2 separate regions of the Mus musculus genome follow, and region 2 is linked to region 1. The links are chromatin contacts, called in public Hi-C maps. All regions are on one chromosome and are shown on one strand. The core of a region is the stretch at or near the end of the contact, and the rest is flanking DNA. Distances in the headings are between cores, read along the strand shown.

Evidence for each region. A called contact is a pair of places that touch in the nucleus more often than the background predicts.
Region 2: a contact with region 1 is called in a Hi-C map of embryonic limb bud, with 1.8 times the contacts expected there. The contact joins two enhancer-like sites. A contact is called at or near these places in 3 of 484 Hi-C or Micro-C datasets (bone marrow-derived macrophages, embryonic limb bud and muscle stem cells).

The regions. Positions count from the first base shown.
Region 1 is chr7:135,834,877-135,839,559 of GRCm38.p6, reverse strand. No RefSeq gene overlaps it. Among named protein-coding and RNA genes, the nearest start is that of 6330420H09Rik, 17 kb to the left of the region's middle. Within about 2 kb of position 2,304, at least 23 of the 459 cell types and tissues checked have an H3K27ac peak or open chromatin away from gene starts, as enhancers often do. A contact at or near this core is called in embryonic limb bud and muscle stem cells, where this site is marked.
Region 2 is chr7:136,210,527-136,214,854 of GRCm38.p6, reverse strand. No RefSeq gene overlaps it. Among named protein-coding and RNA genes, the nearest start is that of Gm36737, 31 kb to the right of the region's middle. Within about 2 kb of position 1,389, at least 27 of the 459 cell types and tissues checked have an H3K27ac peak or open chromatin away from gene starts, as enhancers often do. A contact at or near this core is called in embryonic limb bud and muscle stem cells, where this site is marked.

The sequences.
Region 1 (4,683 bases), core at 1,055-3,554:
AAAAGGTGACCAATGAGCAATGGCAGAGAGACCTAGGTTGCTTCCCAGCACATGGTGCCCTTTATATTCAGAACAGAAAAGACTGCCAAGGTCCACCCAGCCAACCACTCACTGAGCATAACATTCTTTGCCCGGGAAGAAAAGGTTTTTGTTCGAATCCCATCATCGTATATTGGAAGGTAAGTGTATTTTCTTTGGGTTAATATGCACAGATTTTTAATTCCTTGGATTTTATTCCCAACCTAAAGACAAGCTTTGTTCTTACCCTGAGTACCCAGGAGGGTGTATGTGGAGGGGATGGTCAACACCTTCAGCAGCTTCCGTGTTACTGTCCAGGCCAATTACTACTGGATTATTAGCCATGCCCTTGGGTTCTCATGGGTTCACCCTCTGACAGAGCATTCTTCTATAGATGTATCTAGACCCTCAAGCAAGTCTTTGACTAAGTGACAATTGCTCAAGTCAGAAGCCATATGTAGGTGAACCTTACTTCAAGAACAACTGATGCAGGAGGGAGGACTCTGTGACTAAGCACTTGCTCGGCAAGTGTAAGGACCAACATTTGGGTGTCCAGACACACGTAAATGCTGGATGAGTGTGGTGTGCCTCCTGTAATTCTTGCCTCAAAAGGTAGGGACCGTAGATTCCCCAGACTAAGCTGGCTAAAACGAGCCATCTTAACGGGCTCTAGGTTTGAGAGACCCTGCTTCAGTGATTAAGGTAGAAGATCAATAGAGGATGGCTCCCAACACCAGCCTTACTTCCACATATATGTGCATATGTGTGCAGCTACACAGGTATGCCCCCACACACGAAAAACCTGCCCACACAGGTATGCAGCACACAAGAAATGGAAAAGGTAAAGCAAGGGCTGGAAAGTGAGTCGGGGTTCCCCACAGGCACAGAAGAAAGAGCAGCAATCCTGCCCTCCATCACATCTCCGACTCCTGCACTCATGGACAGAGCATATAAGGTGGCCCACGTGGGTTTGGAGTCCAGCAATGCATACCGATATTCTCTAAAACAGCTGCTGATGGGAGGAGACTGGAGATGGGATTCCATATCAGGGTGACAAGGTGACCAGGAGGTATGAGCTGGAAAACAACAAGGTTCACAGGGATACCCAGCAATTGCAAAGTCCCACCTAACAGCTTTCTGGTCTACTGTAAATGGAGGGGCCACTTTCATCCCATTGACCAATAAGGTCACAGAGGCCAAGTGACCATTAAGAGTCACCTGCATAGAAGTGGTACAACCAAATGAGAACCCAGCTCTATGGAGTTCTAAATCCACATTGTTCCCCGATAGAGAGCTGCTGGTGATGCTTTTCGGATATATATATACACACAATATATACACACATGGGTTAACATGCTCATATCTGTGTGTGCACAGAGAAACAAACAAAAAGGCTTCAACCCTGCTGTGACCTATGGGTTCTAGTGTTCTGTGAGAGTGCTCCCCTCCATGGGAGGCATAAGTCCATCCCTGCGGTCCTCTCACAGAGGCAGCATTGGGTCTGTTACTGTCTTCAGTTGGCCGGCATGAGCACCTGCCCAAGCCACTTCATCTTCACAGCACACGTTCACATCTACTCCCACCACACTTCCTGGCCTGGCTCCTACAGAACACTTTCAACCCTTTCTTTCCACTTCCCAAGTCCCAGAGCTGATCTCCAGGGCCAATCTGACTCCCTTGCCTGTGCAGTAAGCCAGCGCTTGCCCATCAATGATGGGCATCTGGCCCTGGCAGGTCCCTGTCCTCTGGGACTCACAGGCAGACAGGTAGCTAATCACAGTCAAGGGAAACATGGGATCCAGAAAAACAGCTTCTCTCCCACAGAAGAGCTCTTGTGTGCTCAGGGTGTCAGCCCGGTGGGAGAAGACCCAGGGGACTTTCTACATGCCCAGAGACCCCCACCTTGATAAGCCTTTGCCAGTGTGGCTCTGGGCCACAATTTGGTAAATAATGATAGAGCCATCCATCAGCCTGGTGGCATGTCCTGGACAACAGGGGCCTCTGCCAGCATGGTATTCTGTTTCTCAAAGCCCCCTTCCCGGTGCAGTTCCTTTATTCCAACTTGGGAAACAAAGCCTGGGAGTCCAGCCATAACAGACTTGCAAAGCCCACACGAGAAACTACCTGGGTTGGCAGGAGGGGTTCTGCTTGGTGGGCCTCTGTGCAGCTGCATAGCCTTAAGAAGAGTGAAGCAGACCCCTGGCCTGGTGGGTACTGGAAAGGGACCTCTCCAGTCTCCCTAGAAGGAGGCAGCTGGCCAGGGTAGTGTCATGTTTCCTGAGGAGCCTGACTCCTTTGAAAGCTTAAGGGTGCCATCTTGTGCTTGAGAGTTGTCAACGCACCCGGTTCCCAGTGGGATGCAGCAGGAGCTATCTGCCCGCTGCCTTTCTCCCCTTTTCTTCCTCTAACCCGGGGCTTCTTGACCTCTGTAGGATCCCCAGCTACCAGAAGGGTCTCAGTCCCGAGAACCTGTTGGGGGGGTGATGCTTATTTGAGCAGTCTGGCACCTGCCCTGCATCCTGAGTCACCTTCTCCGTGACACCTTGTTGGTGGTCCTGACCCTTTGATGCTGTGTTCTGTGCAGCCTGCAGGTAGGTGGGCAGGAGGGGACTGTGAGAGGCAGGGCCTAAAAATCCAAAAGGTACTTATTTATGAGAAAGGAAGAGAGAGATGTAAAAAAGGCGAAAGGGCAAAGGCGTGAGAGGAGAAGAAGGGGGCGAGGGAAGAGAGATGGGAAGGACTGTAGAAGACAAGAAGAGAGGGGGGAGCTACTGTACTTGCCTTTGGCTAATTGCAGCTGTAGCATCTAATTTCAGAAATTATTCTGTCTGTTCAGGAGCACGTGTGCATGTTCTATGGATTCAGAGGATGTGCACATTTGGGAAACTGACACAAATAAAGGAAAAAGCCACTGTCCCTAAGTGTACTGTCCCCATGGGTATCAGGTTCTTCATAGGGAGAGACTAGGGTGGGGGCAGTGTTTACAGAATTCAAAGTTAGGTCTTCCACCCACTGGATATCCTTCCCCCTGACTTCACTGCCAGACTCGCAGAAATGCCTGCTTTGAGTTTTAACTCATTTCCTCTTGATTTTTAGATTCAAACATCTTCAAATATGGCGGGGGTGGGGGTGGGGGCAGAAACAGAAGATATTTGCAGCAAAGAACAAAGTAAAGAAGACAGCAGAGGGTCCAAATGGTCCTCAGTACTTCATCAGGCTTAAATCTTCTTCTGTTTTCTCTTTCTGAAATAAAATCCAGGGGCAGCATTGAGAAACCAAATGCAGACATACACACAGAAAACACAGACAGACAGGGAGACAGCTGTACCATCTTCATAAACACAGAGCCAGCCCTTCCCAACTCGCACAGCCTGGCCTAAGTGACAGGGCATAGCTACTAGCCAAGGAGTTGTGTGGCAGTGTCACACCTCAAAGCCCATCACTGTGTAAGAGAAGTACACACTTACACACACACATATGAATAGAAGATCTAGAGAGGGCAAAGCTGCAAGTGTTTTGTTGGTATCTTTTGTGCTTTGAAGATAAACAGCCTCAGGGGAGTGAAGAGAAGGGACATGAAGATCACCCCAAGAAGGGAAGGAACCTGGGTCTTTAAGCCACCCTCTCTGTCTCTGACTCTCCAGGCTTGCACAGTGCAGCTATGAGGAAGGTGTGCCCTTTGCCATGCAACCCAGCATGCCACTAGGGTTACTGAGGGCAAGCTTTGGCCTGGCAGAAAAAGGTATGGAGCAGTGTCTTGCAGGGCTCTGTAGTTTAAACTCAACACAGATCGGGAGGCGTCTTGAGGTCTTACAAACTACACACACTAAGTCCCCATCTTCAGCAGCTTGGCTAAATGGGTGTTTTAATGCAAATTAGTTCAAATTGCTATCAAGAGTAATTATGGTAAAAGACAAGCAGCCTTTCCATCATCCTTCCCTCATTCAGCTCTTCTATGGTGTTTTTTAAATAACGTAGCCATAAAATTTCAATTGACCACTAAAAGAAGTGCTGCTGGCAATGGGGAGACAGAGGCAGGAAGAGGGGGCAAAGGTGCCATGAGCCATGGTCTATGGTGGGGGTCCACATGGTTCTCTCTCCTCACAGCTTGTCTTTGCTAGGCAGGGTTGCTCTGTGGGGATGAGGTGACTTCCCCAGGCGTTCAGACTGAGGTCAGGAAAGGGCACAAGGTCAGGGCAGCAGGGGAGATCAGGCCTCTGCTGCACTCGCCCCCTCCTTACCAGGCACGCCTCTCTTTCCCCACCTTCAGTTGCTGAAGCCAATTCATTATGATAATATTAGGTAAAACAGGCAAGCCTGTAAGATAGAAAAATTACATCTCATTTGTTCTAAATTTGCCCGAGTCTAACTCTTAAGGGAGGCCTTTACATATTTGCTAATGGGATCTGTTTCTTATTGCCCCAAAATGCATAAGATCCAAAAGGAATCAGATTCTCTTCCTGGTCTGAGTTATCATCGGAACACACACAACTAGAAACTTGATTTCACCGGTTCCTGCTTCGGGCATCCTTCGGTGTTCGGTTCCTGCTTCGGGCTCTAGGTGTCTGAAGGAGCTTTGATTTCCCAATTATGGCATCGTCTATAACATAAAACTGTTGTGTTCCCTTCATTAAAAGATTCAGTTGCAAATGCTGGGACAAAAAT
Region 2 (4,328 bases), core at 140-2,639, 380 kb before region 1:
TATGCAGAGCAATGACTCCAAAGGCATCTCTGTTGGCAATTTCCACCAAGTTCATGGTTCCAGTCAGAGGGAAGCAATAAGACCTTCGGCTTTGTTTTCAGTATGTGCCCAGGAGAATTAGGAAGCAAAGGCAGGGGTGGAGCCACAGCTGGAAGGGAAGGGCAAAAGTCATTCAGGCATTTGGGAAAGTGTCACTTTAAAATATGAGGGGACCCCCTCAGGCTTCCAGGCAGGGCCAGCCCCCTGCTGATGTGGAAAGGGGCTGCTGGAAAAGAAAACCCACAAGTAGCGGGAATAAGACTCCGCCAGCCCAAAGAGCCTCATTTGTTTTGTTTTAAGAAAGGGAAGAAAGAGAACTGCTACTCTAAGGCTCCCGCACCCCTGCACACACCAACACACAGGAAGATCATGCATTTGTTGGTGTATGTGAACACACACAGAATTCACCTTCATGCTTAGACATGACACTGGCCCTGTTGCCCTAGAAATATGGAACCAGCAAGTGTGTGATTCTGAGTCTCAGTCAAAAACTGGCTCCCGCTAGGGTCGAATGATCAAATTTCATAAGCTGACTTGGACCAAAGTCATGTGTGTGGCTCTTATAGCCCAAAATTGTTCTTTTTTTCCCCCTCTAATATCTACCAAACAGAACAATGAGGGCCTTTGAAATTCCCCAGAGACCTACTATTAAAACCACAATTTACAACTGCACCATACCATCTAATGTGTTAACCAGGTGTTCGGTGTTATTGTTTGAAACTCTACCTTGGTTTAAATCAAATGAAGAAAAGCCAAAAGTCCAATTAAAACCCACATTGCCTCTTTATCGAGGGGAGGTGAAAGACATTCATTACAGAGTTAATGGCAGAAGTCTCATAAAATGCTAGGCCATCCCTTTTTCTTCCAAGTTCTGAGTTCTTGCTTTAGAGTCTCACAGCTCGCTGGCATTTCCTGTTCTTAACGGGGAATTTGGGGAGGGGGGCACTAAAATAAACCTAAGAATTTCTGGCTTAATTGTTGTAGCATGTAGGACACTCTGGCAGAATTTGACAATTGAATGTTGTCACGGGGTATTAAGATCCTGCAGTGGGCCCATTTAGGCGATTATTTCATAGGCTGTCCCTTTAATACCTTCCAGGCTCTGCCTGCATCCTCCCTGCCAACATGTGTCCATTGTATTTAATACATCAATGACAACAAATTTATGTTGCTAAGCTCAGAGAGAGAGAGAGAGAGAGAGAGAGAGAGAGAGAGAGAGAGAGAGAGAGAGAGAGAGAGATGGGGGGGTGGAGAAGCAAATCCCACCAAAAGCCTCCCTGGATGGCCCTTGCAGACACTGACCAAGCAACGTGGAATTCTGCTGTCTTCACGAGGAGGTAATGACTTCCAGACTTAAAGTGCCTGTCTTTGTCTTTGGTCATTTTTCACATTCCAGCTTGATCCCAAACTGCCATGTTCCTTTGTGCCTGTGATTTTCTACTTAGATGTCATGGCCACCTCCCCTCCTGTCATTGCATCTTCTCTGAGCCTTGATTCTGACTTTTCCTGCTGTTCCCCACACATGCTCCTCGCTCATTGGCAGCCATGCCTGCATCGCCTGGAAGTGTCTCGCCCAGTTCCCGTCGACTCTTCTTTTTATAAAGGACTGAGAACAGACAACAGGATTTTTTTTTCCTGGCCTCCTGGCTGCTGTACTGAAATAAATAAGATAATCTGATAAATCAGATCCATTTTTCTCTTTTCATAGACTTTGTGAAGCTGGGGGGGGGGGGGAGTCAGTTACACCACATCTGTTCCCTTTTACGCCTTATTTAAGAAAATAACTCTTGCCAGATTTTTACCCACCCATAATAATTACACCATTTTTACAGATGTGGTTTTTAACAGCTTCATTCTGGCCCTGAAACTTTTATACAATTTGCAATGAATTTGCTTCTTGGCTTGCACTTTGTTATTAGCTGGCAATAAAGAGAGGGAGGTCAAGGCGTCTGTTGCCAGAACTGCACCTTTGATGGGTGTTTCCCTAAGCCAAACTCCGAGAGCAGAAGTGGCCACTGCCGTCCCCTCCACTCTGTCAGCCTGAGAAGATGCACTCCAGAGCTGTCACTTGAGCGCTGCTCTTGGCGGCTCTCTCCCCTCATTGCCTTACTTTATCTCTTTCACTCCCTTTCTGAGCCCTAGCCCAGAGTCGGACTGTTCAGAGTCTTTGGATGCTGCCCAAGAAACAGGGATTGCCTTTTCATGATACCCAGTCTGAAGTTGAAGGCCCAAGTGAATGCTTCCCAGCGCTCGTGGCCTGACATTGACTTTAAGAGGACAAGTAGGCCATATGAATAGTGTTGGTTTGTGCCCTCACACTATGTACCAAGTGAGTCACATACAAAACCAACTAAGGATTGAGTTCAAACAAACAAACAAACAAACAAACAAACAAAATGCACACTGCAGGGGGATTCTGAGAGCAGTTTGGGAATGCTTCACAATGCTGGGATGTTAGCTGGAGTCCATACCCAAGAAAGATAGCAGACAGAGTATCACGACACAAGACAAGGAGCTTGTCAAACCATTGAGTTGTTCCATGGTCTGGTAAAACTTGGATGGTGAATATGATTGTCCCGATGACAGAAAGGTCCATGGCAGAACAGAAATGCTCAGCCTTTAAGTATCACAGGCTGGCCATATTGGTGCTTAGTCCATTCTCTTGTCTTCCCTGAGTACTGTATATTCTGAGAGATTCCAGCCAGAAGAAGTTGCAGAGCATCTGCAGCCACACAAGCAGAGGTAGAAAAGCTCAGAGTGCCTGCCAAGTGTGTGTGATGGGCCCCAGCTTCCTGAGAGCCACTGAAAGACAAGGTCCAGTACAAGCAAGCAAGACCAATAGACCATGGGCAGGAAAAGCGACACAGACACATGGCACCTGGACCAGCACAAGTCCCCTCTCCCCAGTCACAGGACGGTGAAGCCTGGACAGCTGACTATCGTCCCCAAGGATCCTCGATGGCCACAAAGTGGCCTGGTTTTCCCATTTCCACTGGATTACATTCATGTTTTCTTCTCTCTGTCTTGCACTGTATCAGCACAAGTATGAAAATTATTTGTTTTCTTGTGCGTGCTTGTGTGTATGCGATTCCTGCTAAAACAGAACAAAAGCAAGCAAACAAAGCTCACTGTAGAACCAGACTGTCCTGAGCTGGGGAAGATGGAGAGGAAGTGGTTTGTTGCCCCAGAGATGGGATGGGGGCAGAAGTTAACTTAACTCCCTTTCACGCAGACATATTTTTTGATCTATTGATCTTGGTCCTTTGTAAACACCCTTGGATGTGCTCTCTGTTAGGTAATAAGGGCTTTCTAAGACGCAGACAGGTTTTCTGTCTAACGTCTGCACATAGAAGACATGCAGAACTTTGCATGGAATTAATGGTTTTCAAACAGCTTGGAGAAAGGTTCACTGTCCTCCCACATGTGACTTCAGTGAGAGATGGAAGAAGACAGTTGGGTAGGGATAGACCTCAGTAGAAAAGTCTGTAGGAAAGATCATAGAAGCAGGGAGTAGGCAGCCAGGGGTAAGCAGAAGCAGGGCCCCCTGAGTAGCCCAGCCTCCTCAGCCATGACACCCCTACCTTCCCAGCCTGCCTCTGGTCTGGAATTTGTAAGGGTGATAATTCTCAGTCTTCAGTCGACACAAGTGAGCAGCAAAGGCCAGGCAAACCCAAGCAGTGAGCCCCCTCACTCAAAGCCCAAGTTTTGTTTTATTTCTCTGCAGTGAAAGGAAATAGTAGCCGGGCGTGGTGGCGCACGCCTTTAATCCCAGCACTTGGGAGGCCGAGGCAGGCAGATTTCAGAGTTTGAGGCCAGCCTGGTCTACAGAGCGAGTTCCAGGACAACCAGGGCTACACAGAGAAACCCTGTCTCAGAAAACAAAAAAAGAAAAGAACGAAAAAGAAGAGGAGAGGAGAGGAGAGGAGAGGAGAGGAGAGGAGAGGAGAGGAGAGGAGAGGAGAGGAGAGGAGAGGAGAGGAGAGAAGAGAAGAGAAGAGAAGAGAAGAGAAGAGAAGAGAAGAGAAGAGAAGAGAAGAGAAGAGAAGAGAAGAGGAAAAAAATGGAAATGGTTCTCGAAAGCAAACATACCAAGCTCTGGCATGGTTTCTGTCCTTAGATCCCACTGATTGCAAAAGGACCCCAAATCGAATGGAGTCCCAGGGAGGATCCTGGGCTTGGCTTGTAGAGTTCCTAGGCACTGGCCTAGCTCAGGATACCCCATGGCAAATGGAAAGATCCCGCTTGTGCAGCACTCGCACTCAGGCTCGTGGGGTGTGGTTGATGAACAA